Regions from separate parts of the Sus scrofa genome. Here all the other regions are linked to region 3. Evidence: chromatin contacts called from public HiChIP or PLAC-seq and promoter capture Hi-C data. All regions are on one chromosome and are shown on one strand. Each heading gives the region's core, a stretch centred on a gene start, on an enhancer-like site or on the middle of the called end of the contact. The rest is flanking DNA. Distances are from core to core; before and after follow the strand shown.

Region 1 (3,542 bases), core at 428-2,927, 360 kb after region 3:
GGGCATCATCTCTCAACCCACTACAAGCCCCTGGAACTATGAAGCCCCCTTATTGGAAAAGATAGTCTTTGCAGATGTGATGAGAGGATCTTGAGTTCATCTAGATTATCCCATGCACACAAATCCAATGACAAGTGCCCTTTTAAGAGACAAAAGAGAAGACACCAAGAGAATAGGAGAAGGTCATGTGAAGAGAGAGGCAGAGATGGCAGTGATGCAGCTACAGCCAAAGAATGACTGGTGTCACCAGAGCTGGAAGAGGCAAGGGGTGCCCCCTAAAACTCCTGGAGGTAGCATGGCCCTGCCCCCAGCTTGATCTCAGACTTTTGACCTCCAGAACTATGAAAGAATACAGAACTGTTGTATTAAGCTACCACATTTGTGGTTATTTGTTATGTAGCCTACAAAACTAATACAGGGGGAGGGGGCTCTGAAGTGGTGGCAAGGGCATCTGGCCACAGTCCGGGGTCCTGAAACAGACCAGGGGCTGGATCTCAGGCATCTTAGTGTTCTGTGGCCAGCCTGGGGCCAGCATAGCTAGGTGTTCGGTGACTTAGTTCAGAAACTTTGGGCTCAAACCAAACAGGACTTCACTTCACAGAAATAATTTTCCTTTGTTTTCATTTTCTCTTTTTTCCACTCAATTTTAGAAAATCAAAGATTTCATAGTACTGATATCTTTCTCATCCACCTTCTACCTTTTCAGCTGTGACAATGGAGCCAGTGGGGTTGCCAGGGGTTTCTAGGGGAAACCTCACCTGGGAGCTTACACTTTGTGCTCATCCACACAGGCCAAGTGACATGGGGGCCTGTGATTGAGCTGGGTGGCAGGTGGCAAAAAGAGAGCTCTGGGAGGCCTAGAGACAGGCCTTCCACTTGTAACTGCTATGCATCTTAGCCTCTGACTTAGACCATCCCACAGTTCCTCCAAACTGCAGGAACAGAGAGGCCCCAGCAACCAGGGAGAGATGGCTGTCCCTTTAGTCAACTCCCCTCTGTTTTTTCTGTTTTTTGGTTTTTTTTTTTTGTCTTTTTGCCTTTTCTAGGGCCACTCCCGTGGCATATGGACGTTCCCAGGCTAGGGGTCTAATTGGAGCTACAGCTGCTGGCCTACACCACAGTCACAGCAGCACCAGATCCCAGCCTTGTCTGTGACCTGCACCACAGCTCACAGCAACACCGGATCCTTAACCCACTGAGCAAGGCCAGGGATCAACCCCACAACCTCCTGGTTCCTAGTCGGATTCATTAACCACTGAGCCATGACGGGAACTCCAACACCCCTCTATTTGAATGAGCCATTTATTCCCTGCCCAGCAAACTGACAGATATGGTGGAAAAGCCTTTCTGGGGAGAAGCTGGAAGAAGCTCATATAAAGAACCCAAAGACAGGAAAGACTGTGGCACAGACAGAGTTCAGTGCACATAGTGGATGTCCGGTAAACTCTTTTGTTTTTAGGTCTAGAAAAGAAACTTTACTCTTTTAAATTTAACCCATATGCCACCCTACTTCCCATTGCTTCGTTACAAAACTACCAAAGTAATTAAAAAAAAAATGTTTTTAAAGCATGCACTACTGAAGAGTTTCTGGCTGAGACCTTTGAATCTGTGCCCTTGAGGGCTCCAGGGCAGGCCTCCAGCAGGGTGGTGTAAGACTCACTGTCCTGACGCGGGTGGCAGTTGTTAGAACAGGGACTGTTTCATTTCATTTACTGAGTGAAGCATGCTGTCAGCAGGCAGCAATAGTCACAGGACAAGATGCAACCAAATCTGACCCTGATCCCTCCTGCCCTGATCACAAGCAAGCTCTTCCCTTTTCTGGGAGAAAGACAGGAAACAGACAAGGAGAGCCCCCTTGAAGAGGAATTATGTTGAAGTTGATCTAAAGAGATCTGAGCACTCAGCTGCCCTAAAACTGCCCCAAACACTATTGCTACAAAGCCAAATTCATTATCCAGAGGGGCTGTCTTGGATTCTACCCAAGAGATTTAGTTTTTGAAGAGCCTAAAAGATTCCTGGCCTATCTGTAGGATGAGTGTGAGAGCCAGATTCCAGAGGATTATATTGTCCGTGGATGCTGCAATACCCTGCTTGACAAGAATTTAACAGAAATAAATGATTGTTCAGCTGGAGCTGATGTATCTAAGAGGCAAACCTTTCTTAAACCCTACTAATGTGCAACCTCAGTCCACAACTGGATTCAATTACTGCGTGGAAAGAAAGGCATTTTCTCATAAAGCCGCTCTGTTTCCGTGCCTGGCTGTGAGCTGGGTCAGCCATGACAAAGACAAGCCTGTGCGTTGTTTTTGGTTGTTTTTCTTTTCAAGCTCTTCCACTGGTACTGCCAGGCCCCAAGCTGTTTGGATCAGTTATGTGGGGGCCAGTTTACTTGTTTTGGCTTTTAGCCTTTTTGTCCAGCGTTGATGATAGAAGAGCAAGCGGGTGTCTTATTGACCGGTAGAATTGACGGGCTATGCCGCAGGATTCAGAGGTTGCACCAAGCCCATGTACCCCTTAGGAGCTGCATTTATGGGGAAGGGGCGTGGGAGAGACTGTAGGGGACTTGAGGGGGTCTAGCATAAGTGGGTCTGGGTGTTCCTACTCCCAAATATTAGTAATAATACCTAACATATAGAGTGCTTTATACGTAGTAACCCACTTAATCCTCCCAACAATCCTCTGAAGTACTATCATTATCTGCATTTTACAGATGGGGAAATTGAGGCACAGAGAGGTTTTATAATTTGCCCAAGGTTACACCATTACTAAATGGCTCAGAGCCCAGGCTCTTGGTCACTATAATGTCAAAGAGGCTGTTGCAGAAATTTGAAACCATGATTGGTATTCGTTTAGCTACCTATTTGCAGTATTCTTTTTAAAATTTTTAAATTGTAGCTAATTTACAAGGTGTTAACTTCTGCTGCACAGTAAAGAGATTTGATTATGCATATATATTCTTGATCATATTCTTTTCCATTATGGTTTATCACAGGATAAACAGAATATAGTTCCCTGCGCTATACAGTAGGAGGACCCTGTTGTTTATCTATCCTATATATAATAGTTTGCTTCTGCTAATCCCAAACTCGCAATCCTCTCCCCCTTCCCCAATCTTGGCAACCACGAGTCTGTTCTATCTGTGAGTCTATTTCTGTTCTGTAGATAGGTTCATTTGTGTCATATTTTATATCCTATACATGTGATATCATATGGTATTTGTCTTTCTCTTTCTGACTTTGCTTCCTCTGACAATTTCTAGGTCCATCTGTGTTGCTGCAAATGGCATTATTTAATTCTTTTTTATGGCTGAGTAATATTCCACTGTATATATGTACATCTTCTTTATCCATTCCCCTATGGATGGACATGCAGGTTGTTTCTATTTCTTGGATACTGTAAAACATTTCTTATTTGCAGTATTCTTAATTATTATTTACCTTAATACACTTGAAAGACAATTTTGTATTGTTATACATATGTTTTAAATCATAGGACTGAGGAGACACATGTGGCCCAGTCTGACTTTGCGGCAGATAAGAAAT
Region 2 (3,233 bases), core at 285-2,784, 500 kb before region 3:
ACGTTATGGAATTTATAGACAGCTTACCAGTGATCTGTGTCTTTGAGCCTTTTAAGACCCACGATGGTTCCAAATAAGGATCTCTCACACCAGTTCAAATACAAGGCAACCTAGTAATCATTAAAATACACCTATATAATAACATGCGTGAAAGAATCTCTAATTTGGGTAAACTGAATATAACTGTCAAAGGTCGTAATTAAGTGGTATATTTCAAACTTGAAACCACGGTTCTGTCTCCTACTGCTTAAATCTTTTTGTTGGGAAGATTTGTGGATTTTTAAGAGGAACTCTCGTTTCACAGATGAAGAAACTGAGGCCCCAAGAAACCAATTTATTTGTCCAAGGTCACACCCAATATTAGGGATCAAGTCAGACAAAACGCCAACGGTTCCAATAAAATGGCCAACCCAGCCCCATCTGCTCCTACCCTTTTTTTCTGGATTTCACAACTGCACCCCTAGCCCCCCTCCTTTCTGGATAAAGTTGTTTTGTCTAACGGTTCTTCCCCGCCCGCTCCCTTTTGCTTTTATGCCTTAGGGTAGTAAAACCTCACACCAACTGTTAATGAATAACATTGTGAGCCCACATCTGACGCAGTGACTTTCAGGGGCTTTTTCCCTGGCCGAAGATTTCGCTGAAAGGTTCTTAATCCTACATTCCGCCGGGGAAGAGAGGAGAGGGAGAGGAGGAGGGAGGTCACCGGGAAATGACAAGTCCGTACATGTTCAGGCGCGCGCCCAGGACGCAGCCTACCGGCCCCGGGGAGGAAACTAGGCGGGGGATACTAAGGCGAGAAGAAAGGAAAGGGGCGGGAGAAAAACACCGTGGTGGGAAATCCCTGTGCACTGGATCTGCCAACCCCTGGCAAAGCCGAACATAGCCGAACGTGAATAAATCTCATTAAGCTGCTGGGCGCAGACACTGCAGCACCACGAAGGAGGGGGCGCGGCGGCTCGCGCCGTACGTCCGGGAGGGAGCGCCGGGGCGGCCCTTTTATAGGCCGCAGCCCGCGCTCAGGCGCCCGCCCCTCGCACCGCCCCCGGGCCACGCGCGGGTCTGCCGCGCTACCTGAGAAGGGCTGTTGGTGTCAGCCGCTCACCCTCCCGCGAGGCCGCGGCGGCACGAGATCTGCGCCTTGTCTCCCCGCCCCCCCCGCGGGCGGGTTCTCTTACCTTGTAAAAAGCTGTTTCCGCGGCTGCCCCCGCCTTCTCTGCAGGATGTGAAATGGCGGTCGGCGAGGCGAGCGCGAGCACTGCGGCTCAGGCCAATCCCTCCTCGCCACCAAAACGGCCCTGAACACTGGCGCCCCCCTCCCGCCAGGCCCTCGGAGCCCATCCATGACATCGGCGCTCCGCCCCCCCCCCTCCTCCGCGGCCCCTCACCCAGGTGGCCGTGCCCACCGGCCGAGTCATCGATCCCCCCAGCCGGTCGCGAACCCAGCTTGACGGCAGCCTCCTCCCTCGCCGCTTGCCCGAGGGCGGGGGAGAAACCACCTTCTCGACCCCCGCCTGGGTGTCCCGGTCGGGCGCCCGCCCAGCTCCCTCCCTTTCCCGCCGCGTCCCCTCCCCCAACTACTCACAGCCCTCCCTTCGCCACACACTCAACCCCCTTCTCCCCTCCCCCAGTGGTTGCGTCCGTGACATCATCATCATGGCAACAAGAGCTGCAGCCTGGGACCGAGGAGCCCGTGTGATTCCCGGCGGCGGCGGCAGTGGTGGCAGCACCAGCAGCAGCACCGACGAAAGCGTGAGGGCTTCTCTCCTGTCGCCCCTCGCCGGGTGCTCCTGAGGAGGCGGCCGCCTTGCCACACAGCCCCGCCCGCCGCCGCTGCTCGCGTTGTCGGAGTGTGAGAGGAGGGGGCCGAGCCGCGGAGGGGAGGGGGCGCCGCCGCCACCGTTGCTGTGGGGCCGCCGCTGCGGAAGGAGCCGCCGCTGCCAGGTCGCTAGTGAAGAGAAGGCGGTGGCGGCGGCGGCGGCGGCGAACATGTTCTCAGTGAGGATCGTGACTGCCGACTACTACATGGCCAGCCCGCTGCAGGGGCTGGATATCTGCCAATGCCCCCTCACCCAGGCCCCTGTCAAGAAGGTGCCGGTGGTGCGAATCTTCGGAGCGACCCCGGCAGGTAAGCGGGCGCGGGGCGCGGGCGTGAGCGGCGGGCGCCGGGGCAGCCCTCCCCGCCGCGCACTCGCGCGCACGCCACCGGCCCTTTCGGCGGACGGCTGCCGCGACTTCCCTCCCCTTCACCCTCGTCGCTTTTCCTCACGCGCGTGACAGAGGCGCAAAAATGTGGGTCCGCGCGAGCGCGACGGCCCTCCCCCCATCCAGCCTGTGGCGGGGAGGCGGCGGGCGCCGACTGTTTACACTGCGTGCGGCGGTCGCTTGCCGAGTCCGCATACGGGGTCGCGGGCAGGCGGGCGCCGCTCTCGCCCCGGAGGACTAGCCGGGTGGCCGCGCCGCGTCCTCCTCGAGTGGGTGCGCAGGGCTGCGCTCTGAGATCGGTCGCTGGTGGGGCACCCTCTGCGTCTCCCAAGTGCCCCTTGCTGGCAATGGCCTTAGGTCGTGTGGGGAAGTGTCACCTCTGTCGTCAGTCCTTCCTCGTCGCCTTTTCTCAGCAGCGCTCTCCTCTGCCCTTTCTGGAGATGCCGAGGGCTGAAGGGGGGCGCCTGGGGCCAGCGGATCTTTCTCATTGAAGTGACCATGTGGTTCTGCTGTGAGTGCAGTCATAACTCCTTAGAGTTGAAAGCCTCAGAGTCGGAATAGGGCTGCCTCCCCAGGTGCATGGCTTTCAGGGAAACGTGTATCCACGGAAGTAGGAAATGCGTGTTTATGTTGCCTAACATAAAACATCCCACTTAATAGCGTGAATATCTTAGGAACCACAGCTAAACCCAGCGACGCAAACATTAAAGAAAATGCCTCTCTGCTGGGTTGTAGGATTACATTTTAAATACACATACGTTTAAGACAAAAACTATTTTGAAGAACAAGTGGGGCGGGGAGACAGAAGCCACGTTCTCTAAAGCTCTTGGGCATTTATGATACTATAAATAGCATAGTGGCCAAATTTACAGGGTTTTTAATTGTTTTGTTTTTCTATATGCTTTGAACTGCCTACGTGAAATAATGGAGCTGCCTCCTGGAAAGAGATGCTCTTACCTCTAGCTAGGTATTGCCCTCTGGGATTTTAGCTAGCATTTCCCACTTGATGCTCCTTGCCCTAATCACCATTC
Region 3 (3,506 bases), core at 139-2,638:
AGGTTCTGGTGTTGCCATAAGCTGTGGTGTATATGTCACAGATACAGCCCGGATCTGACACTGCTGTGGCTGTGGCTGTGGCTTAGGCTGGCAGTTGTAGCTCCAATTCCCGCTCCTAGCTTGGGAACTTCCATATGCCTCAGGTGAGGGCCGAAAAAGAAAAAAAGAAAAAAAAAAAAAATTGTAACTATGTGTTGTAATGGCTGTTAGCTAGACATAGTGGTCATCATTTCACAATATGTACAAATATTGAAAAAGTGTACAGCTGAAACTAGTATAATGTTAAATGTTGGTTATTTCTCAGTTTAAGATAAAAGATGCTGTATATCTGAAATTAACACAACATTGTAAATCAACTACACTGCAATAAATTCTTCTAAAAATAAAAAGAAGGGAGTTCCCATTGTGGCAGAGCAGAAACAAATCCGACTAGCATCCATGAGGATGTGGGTTTGATCCCTGGCCCCACTCAGTGGGTTAAGGATTTGATGTGGCTGTGATGTAGGCCGGCAGCTGCAGCTCCAATTCATCCCCAAGTCCAGGAACGTCCATATGTCACAGGTGCTGCTGTTAAAAAAAAAAAAAAAAAAAAAAAAAAAAAAAAGCCCCCCCCATCTAAATTTTTCACTCTCTCCAGCCACATATGTAGACACCCAGGCAATCAGCGTCTATCTTCTCCCATCTGCTCCCCGTAACCCCTAAGCCCGTACTTCTGTGATTGTCTTCACTGTTCACTGCCTTTGTTCGGGGAATGAATTCTATCAATCTTAAGGGGTGGTTATACTTCACCATTCATTCTTTTAAATTTAAGGAAATCTACACCCCCCCCCCAATTCTACAAGACTCACCAAAATCTTGCATTTATGTTCAACTTTCGAGAGAAAGTCTGAATCAATAATTCCTGATAATTCCACCAGAACCAACTGCTCCTGGTGGAAAAAAGAGAGGTTAACTCTCTAGCTCGCGAGGGTGCAGGAAGAGGCGGTTAACAAGAGAAGCCAAACGACCCCAGCGCCACCACCCCTTTGTGAAATCGAGGTCCTGCTTTCAACCAGAGGAAACCGGCGACGGTACCTAGGATAACTTCCCTCTTTCCCTTCCAACCGCCGTGCCGCTCGCAGGGCGCCGCGAGCCCAGGGTCACGATCCCGCCCGGGGACCCTCCCCCCTTCGCCGGCCGCGCCCGGACTCTCAGCCACGCGGCCGCTGCCGCTGCACTCACGGCCTCCTCTTCGTCCTCGTCCCCATCGCCTCTCCGCGGTTCCTTGGCCGCCGCCATACCGCCGCTCCTCTGCACCGCCTCCCAGCCGCCGGCCCCGCCCGCCTGGGCCTCCATCTTGAGTACGGGCAGCAGCTCCCGCCCCGCTGCGGCTCCAGCCGCGCCCACCGCCCCTGCCAGGACGCGAGATGGCGGCTCCCAGGCCCACGTGGAGCCCCTTCTTTCTCTCCTAAGAGCAGGAGCCGGTCCCGATCCCGTGTCCTTGGAAACTCTCGGGCTCCTGGCCCAGATGGAATGAGAGCAGTAGAGAGGCACAGGGGATAAAGGAGATGCTGGCATGGTGCACCGTGGACCAGGTGCAGCCTCCAGTGCTTGGAAAGAAATTCTTTTTTTTTAAAATTTATTTCTGTTTTCTAAGAAATTCTTAATATCCTGAGAGCTAACTCAGGCTAATTAATATTCTAAATATCGTGTGAGCTAATTCAGGATAATTCCTGTAAGGAAAAGAGAGGTGGTTACAGAAAAAAAATGAGACGGTCTCAACAGAACCAGATTGCCTTTAATCAGCAAGGAGGGGCAGCAGTCGGGTTGGAGGCCAGACTGTTGCGCCAGGGTCTTGGGGCTTTCAGAATATATAGGGGAGCTTAGAAGCCCTGTTTTTTGTCAAGGTTATTTTTATCAGTTACAGTTTAGCAAGTGTGGTCGTTGACTCGGGAATGTGTGTCGGTCGCCGTCAGGAACTGGTCGTGCCTGGAGCCAGTAGTTCTCAGTATCTCCTGGGCGACCTGGGCTTCCCTTTACTTCTTAGCCTCGGAACTTCCCATATGCCACATGCCATAGTTGCGGCCCTAAAAATAAAAAATAAACAAATAATCTTTATCTAAGACAGGATGGTGTCTGTCCAAAGAGCATGAGCTTTGAGGGTCTGATGTTTGTCCATTTCTACTGCATTATGACCAGCAAGGCATGCAGCAACTTGGTTATTGTGAGAATTAAATGAGATTATTCAAATAAAATAGATTTAGCCCAGTATTAGACACTTAATGTGCATTTAATCTATTATTGGGGTAGTATACAAAAATTTAGGGTATTAGGACTTTTAAAAAACATTTTCCAAGAATTCTTGTTGTGGTACATTGGGTTAAGGTTCTTGTCTCTGCAGCAGCTGGGGTTCCTGCTGAGGCGCAGTTCAGTCCCGGGTCCAGGAACTTCCACATGCTGCTGGGCAGCCCAAAAAAAGAAAAGAGTTCTTTTTTTTTTTTTTTTTTTTTTTTTTTTGGTCTTTTCTAGGGCACACCTGTGGCATGTGGAGGTTCCCAGGCTAGGGGTCAAATCAGGGTTGTAGCTGCCGGCCTATGCCAGAGCCACAGCAAGGTCTTCGACTTATACCACAGGTCACAGCAACAAGGCCAGGGATCAAACCCACAACCTCATGCTTCCTAGTCAGATTCGTTAATCACTGAGCCACGATGGGAACTCCAGAAAAATGTTCCAAGTAATGAAGATCTGCTGCTAAATTATAAGTAACAAAATAGGGGAAGATTTCCAAGTCAGATTAGAAAGAGCCATGGGAGAGACAAATTACATGGTTTTCTACAGCCACTGTTAGAGCTAATAGAGAAAAATCTATACAATTTGGTGGGAGGACCAATTGATTTTTAATTGTAGTTAATAAGAGGAATCTTATTTTAAAAAATCAGAAATACAGTGTCTGAGAAACATAAATAGGGTGTCATGCTCAGTATTCAAAAGCTCGCCACAAGGAGGAGACAAATGAATTAAAAATTGTTTATTCTGCTCTTTTTTTTCCTTTAGAACACATTTTATAAATTAAGTGCCTATATGAAACATACACTTAGTAGCAGAAGTCTAGCAAAAGAACCTTTAGTATTAACGTTTTGTCTTAAAAACATTTTACACTTAAATAATTGTTTATAGTCCATTGAATTCTGTTTTTTAAAATCCATCTCTTACTCTGCTTTAAACTAAATGCGGAGTTCCCATCGTGGCACAGTGGTTAACGAATCCATCTAGGAACCATGAGGTTGCGGGTTGGATTCCTGGCCTTGCTGAGTGGGTTAAGGACCCAGTGTTACTGTGAGCTGTGGTGTAGGTCGCAGACTTGGCTCAGATCCCGTGTTGCTATGGCTCTGGCAGGCCGCGGCTACAGCTCCAATTAGACCCCTAGCCTGGGAACCTCCATAAGCCGAAGGAAGCGGCCCTGGAAAAGGCAAAAAGACAAAAACAAACAAACAAAACCCAAAAAACTAAATGCTAGACCAGCGACC
Region 4 (3,239 bases), core at 615-3,114, 260 kb before region 3:
AAACCATCAAAAGATGACCCCTATTTTTTGATGACCTTAAAACAGCAACATTTCTGGATGTACATGGGGTCTTTCCTCTGAATTACACATACAAAACACCAGAGAAACAATTTGGTTCTAAATCTACACTTTTCTTCAAAGACTAACCAGGCCTCAGGTGTAGTCTATAAGGCTTTTTAAAAGAGTATTACACCTGTATGCAATGACGTTAAGCATTTTACTCAGTCGATGTGATATTAGCCTTTTTTTCTTTTATTTTTAAGGGCCGCACCTGCGGCATATGGAGGTTCCCAGGCTAGGGGTCTAATCAGAGCTGTAGCCATTGGCCTACACCACAGCCACAGCAACGCAGGATCTGAGCCGTGTCTGCAATCTACACCACAGCTCACGGCAAAGCCGGATCCTTAAACCCCTGATCAAGGCCAGGGATCGAACCCGAAACCTTATGGTTCCTAGTCGGATTCATTTCCCCTGTGTCACGACGAGAACTCCGAATATCAGAATTAGGGGTTACATCTGGCTTTTATAGGAAATTCGTTGCATGCACGCACACACAGAAAATGTTTCCAATTGGCCTACATTTCAAGACTAAGTGATTCTAGTTGCACGCTTTGCTGTATTTCCCCCCCCCCCCCCCCCCCCACAGCGGGCGCAGTCCTCAACTAAAGGCTGGCAGGGAGTGAAGGCTGAGTCCAGCTCTACTCAAATTAGTACCCGCCTGTAAAGCAGTTAACAGGACCTGGCACAGCGTCTGCAATGACTTTTCTTCAAATACAAACACTCTAAGAATCAAGTGTGGCTTAGAAAAAGGTACTATGTGACCAGGAGAGATGCTGCTCAGAGGACTCACCCTCCCAACTACCCAGGATACCAATATTTAGGACAGATGACCAAGGGAGGTTTCTAGGGGGTAAAAAAGGTAATCGCGGGGTGGCCAAGGGGTTTGGCAAAAGACGCTTCTAGTCTTGCAATTCGTTCTAAGAAAAACACTGAAGGATCTGCAAATTTGTTTTAGGTAAAAATTGTAGGCAGGATAAGAGACGGCATTCCTGGCTCAACCACTTAACCAGCCGTATGGTCCGAAAAAGTCACTTTCCCGGGCCTGTTTCCCCAGGCTGCAAAAATGAGGGTTGAATTTGGTCAGCCGAGATGGAGGCAAAAGGAAAAGCAACTTTGTGAAATAATTTGGGGGTTGGTTTGGTGCGGGAGGGTTGAGGGCAGCGAATATAGACCAGCAACCCCTTTTGCATTGCCCCTAATCCCACGGAGGAGAGGTAGAAAGGTTTGCTGGAGTTGGAAAATATATTACGAAAATCGATTTCACACTTGACAATAAACCTCTATAATTCTGTGCCCATTTTTCAGATTACAAAACTGAGGCTCGGGTAGATTAATACACCCAAGGTCAAACAGTCTGCAAGCGGCCAAGACACCGGCTCGGAAGGTCGCGTTCTCTGCAGGACACCTGCTCACGCCTCAGCCCGGGAAGGTTCCAGCCCCCGCTCTCACCAGCCCCAGGAAGGCAGCACACAAGAGGACGGTGATGAACCAGCGCAGCATGCTCCCGGCCCGGTCGCTCCGCCGGGAGCCCACCACCGCCTCTTGCTCATTCTCCGCCGCGGCCTCGGCTTGGAGGAGCCGCTGCCCGGCAGCCGGGGCCCCGGCCCCATGGGGTTCCAGTTCCAGCTCCAGTGTGGCTGTTCGTGAGCAGCGATCTTGCTGCCGCCCGGCTTCTCAGCGGAGCCTCGGGAACTCCGAGCCCTGTCCCAATCCGGCGCCTCCAGACCCAGCGGTCCGGGCTGGCGCCACCTCCCCGGGGGCGGCCCCAGTTAGGGCCCTGGCGTCCAGTTTCGGAACGCGCTAGGTGTCACAGGCTGCGGACTCACGCTCTCTCTTGCGCAGGACGCTTGCGCGGGTCACGTGGCGGAAATGTGGCCTCTTGCCAGCCGCGGCCTCACAGCAAACCGGAAGTTGATAGGGTTGCCCTGGAGACCGGACACAGCGCTCAGGGTTCAGCGTCTCTCTTGGCTGAGCCCGCAGAGGCCCTGCAGGCGGGCGCCCCGAGGCGGAGCGAGCTACAGCTGCAGCCTGGGACCAGAAGAATCAGGAGGTACGATGCAGCCAAGCCGTTAGGAGGAAATAGGGGCCAAGAAATGCTAGTTATGTCTTCGCGCCGGCTCTCCGGGGTCTCCTGGGAGTAGAGGGAATCCCAGGTCTGTCCCTTGTACGACTTTCTAAAATTGCTGCCCCAGTTCCTTTGAGATTTGTCGTTTATTGATTTGTCGTTCATCTGTCACCCCTCAACATTTGTTGAACCACGTATGTAAGCTTTCACTTGTATTATCTCAGTTGATCCTCACTCTAAAATACATGTTATCCTGATTTTACAGATAGGACACTTGAGTCATAGAAAGTAGCAATTTGCCCAAGGTCAATCAGCGAATCTGTGGTTGTGCATAAACAGTGTTAACAGTAGCTCAGGATAGAAATTTGGAACCCAAGTTGCAGTCACAAGCACACTCTCGCCCCAGTCCCTACAAATATTTCCATTGTTGTAAGGAAGTAGGGGCAGAGCTTCAATTTGCAGAATCCCTGAATAAGGTTATGCCAGCGGAGAAGCTACAGCTTTGTCTTAGGTATTCTACCCCAGCGTTTTGCTCTTTGACCAAATAGACCACAGCCTCACAATTCGTAAATATTTTTCTTTATCATCTATCTAAAATGTTCTTTTCCACCTGATTACTCAGCCTTTCATCCACTTAGGCTCCCAGATTATACACACCTGTGTCTCATCATCATTTCCCTTGCAACCCATTTCTCCAGCCCCATCCATTTGGGCATTAAGCCCTTCCCAATTTACCTCAGAAAGCACAGATAGTATGATTTAAGAGAACCTGTCTTAGTGTTTCAGAGTCAGGGACTGACTATCTCTTTGAGAAAAATTTAATGTAGTGGAGACAAAAGGTATATATGTATAGTAAAGAGAATAGAAGGTGATATGGGAGAAGCAGATTAGGTTCAAATTATTTAGGGCTTTATATGCCATACTAAGGAGTTTGAACTTGAGCAACACACTCTTACTGGCATACGAATTTAATAAAACCAAAAATATGTTGTAGGAGTATCAAGCTTCACAGTATTTTATCTTTATGACCTAAAACTGAGCTTGTCATTTTCCTCAATAAATCTGTTCCTACTCTGTGACATTGCATGCTGGTACCACCATCCACCCACACATT

What was found. Promoter capture Hi-C pulls out the DNA fragments that hold promoters and counts their contacts. HiChIP or PLAC-seq counts read pairs in DNA pulled down with a chosen protein or histone mark.
Region 1: an H3K27ac HiChIP or PLAC-seq map of alveolar macrophages shows a contact between it and region 3. The contact joins the enhancer-like site here to the promoter of GTF3C6 in region 3. A contact is called at or near these places in 2 of 5 promoter capture datasets (fetal skeletal muscle and liver), 21 of 47 Hi-C or Micro-C datasets (alveolar macrophages, brain, embryonic fibroblasts and 12 more) and 2 of 2 datasets of contacts at active chromatin or transcription factors (alveolar macrophages and skeletal muscle).
Region 2: a contact with region 3 is called in a promoter capture Hi-C map of fetal liver, with 3 times the contacts expected there. The contact joins the promoter of REV3L here to the promoter of GTF3C6 in region 3. A contact is called at or near these places in 1 of 5 promoter capture datasets (fetal liver) and 1 of 2 datasets of contacts at active chromatin or transcription factors (alveolar macrophages).
Region 4: a contact with region 3 is called in an H3K27ac HiChIP or PLAC-seq map of alveolar macrophages. The contact joins the promoter of MFSD4B here to the promoter of GTF3C6 in region 3. A contact is called at or near these places in 2 of 47 Hi-C or Micro-C datasets (embryonic fibroblasts and liver) and 2 of 2 datasets of contacts at active chromatin or transcription factors (alveolar macrophages and skeletal muscle).

The regions. Positions count from the first base shown.
Region 1 is chr1:76,533,381-76,536,922 of Sscrofa11.1, reverse strand. The region is part of intron 1 of LOC110260565 (a long non-coding RNA gene); the gene reads right to left. Among named protein-coding and RNA genes, the nearest start is that of SLC22A16, 67 kb to the right of the region's middle. Within about 2 kb of position 1,677, at least 17 of the 83 cell types and tissues checked have an H3K27ac peak or open chromatin away from gene starts, as enhancers often do. A contact at or near this core is called in alveolar macrophages, brain, fetal skeletal muscle and 1 more, where this site is marked.
Region 2 is chr1:77,398,852-77,402,084 of Sscrofa11.1, reverse strand. It overlaps REV3L (DNA polymerase zeta catalytic subunit), which reads left to right and starts at 1,534. Exons shown (of 33, transcript XM_021091241.1): 1 at 1,534-2,125. It overlaps LOC102167874, which reads right to left and starts at 1,988. Exons shown (of 5, transcript XM_021084615.1): 1 at 1,689-1,988; 2 at 1,386-1,548; 3 at 1,176-1,213. The coding sequence starts at 1,988. It overlaps LOC110260596 (a long non-coding RNA gene), which reads right to left and starts at 1,167. Exons shown (of 2, transcript XR_002343829.1): 1 at 1,072-1,167; 2 at 1-110.
Region 3 is chr1:76,894,643-76,898,148 of Sscrofa11.1, reverse strand. GTF3C6 (general transcription factor 3C polypeptide 6) reads right to left here and starts at 1,388. Exons shown (of 6, transcript XM_003121346.4): 1 at 1,222-1,388; 2 at 849-929. The coding sequence starts at 1,335.
Region 4 is chr1:77,157,976-77,161,214 of Sscrofa11.1, reverse strand. It overlaps MFSD4B (sodium-dependent glucose transporter 1), which reads right to left and starts at 1,864. Exons shown (of 5, transcript XM_003121369.4): 1 at 1,510-1,864. The coding sequence starts at 1,560.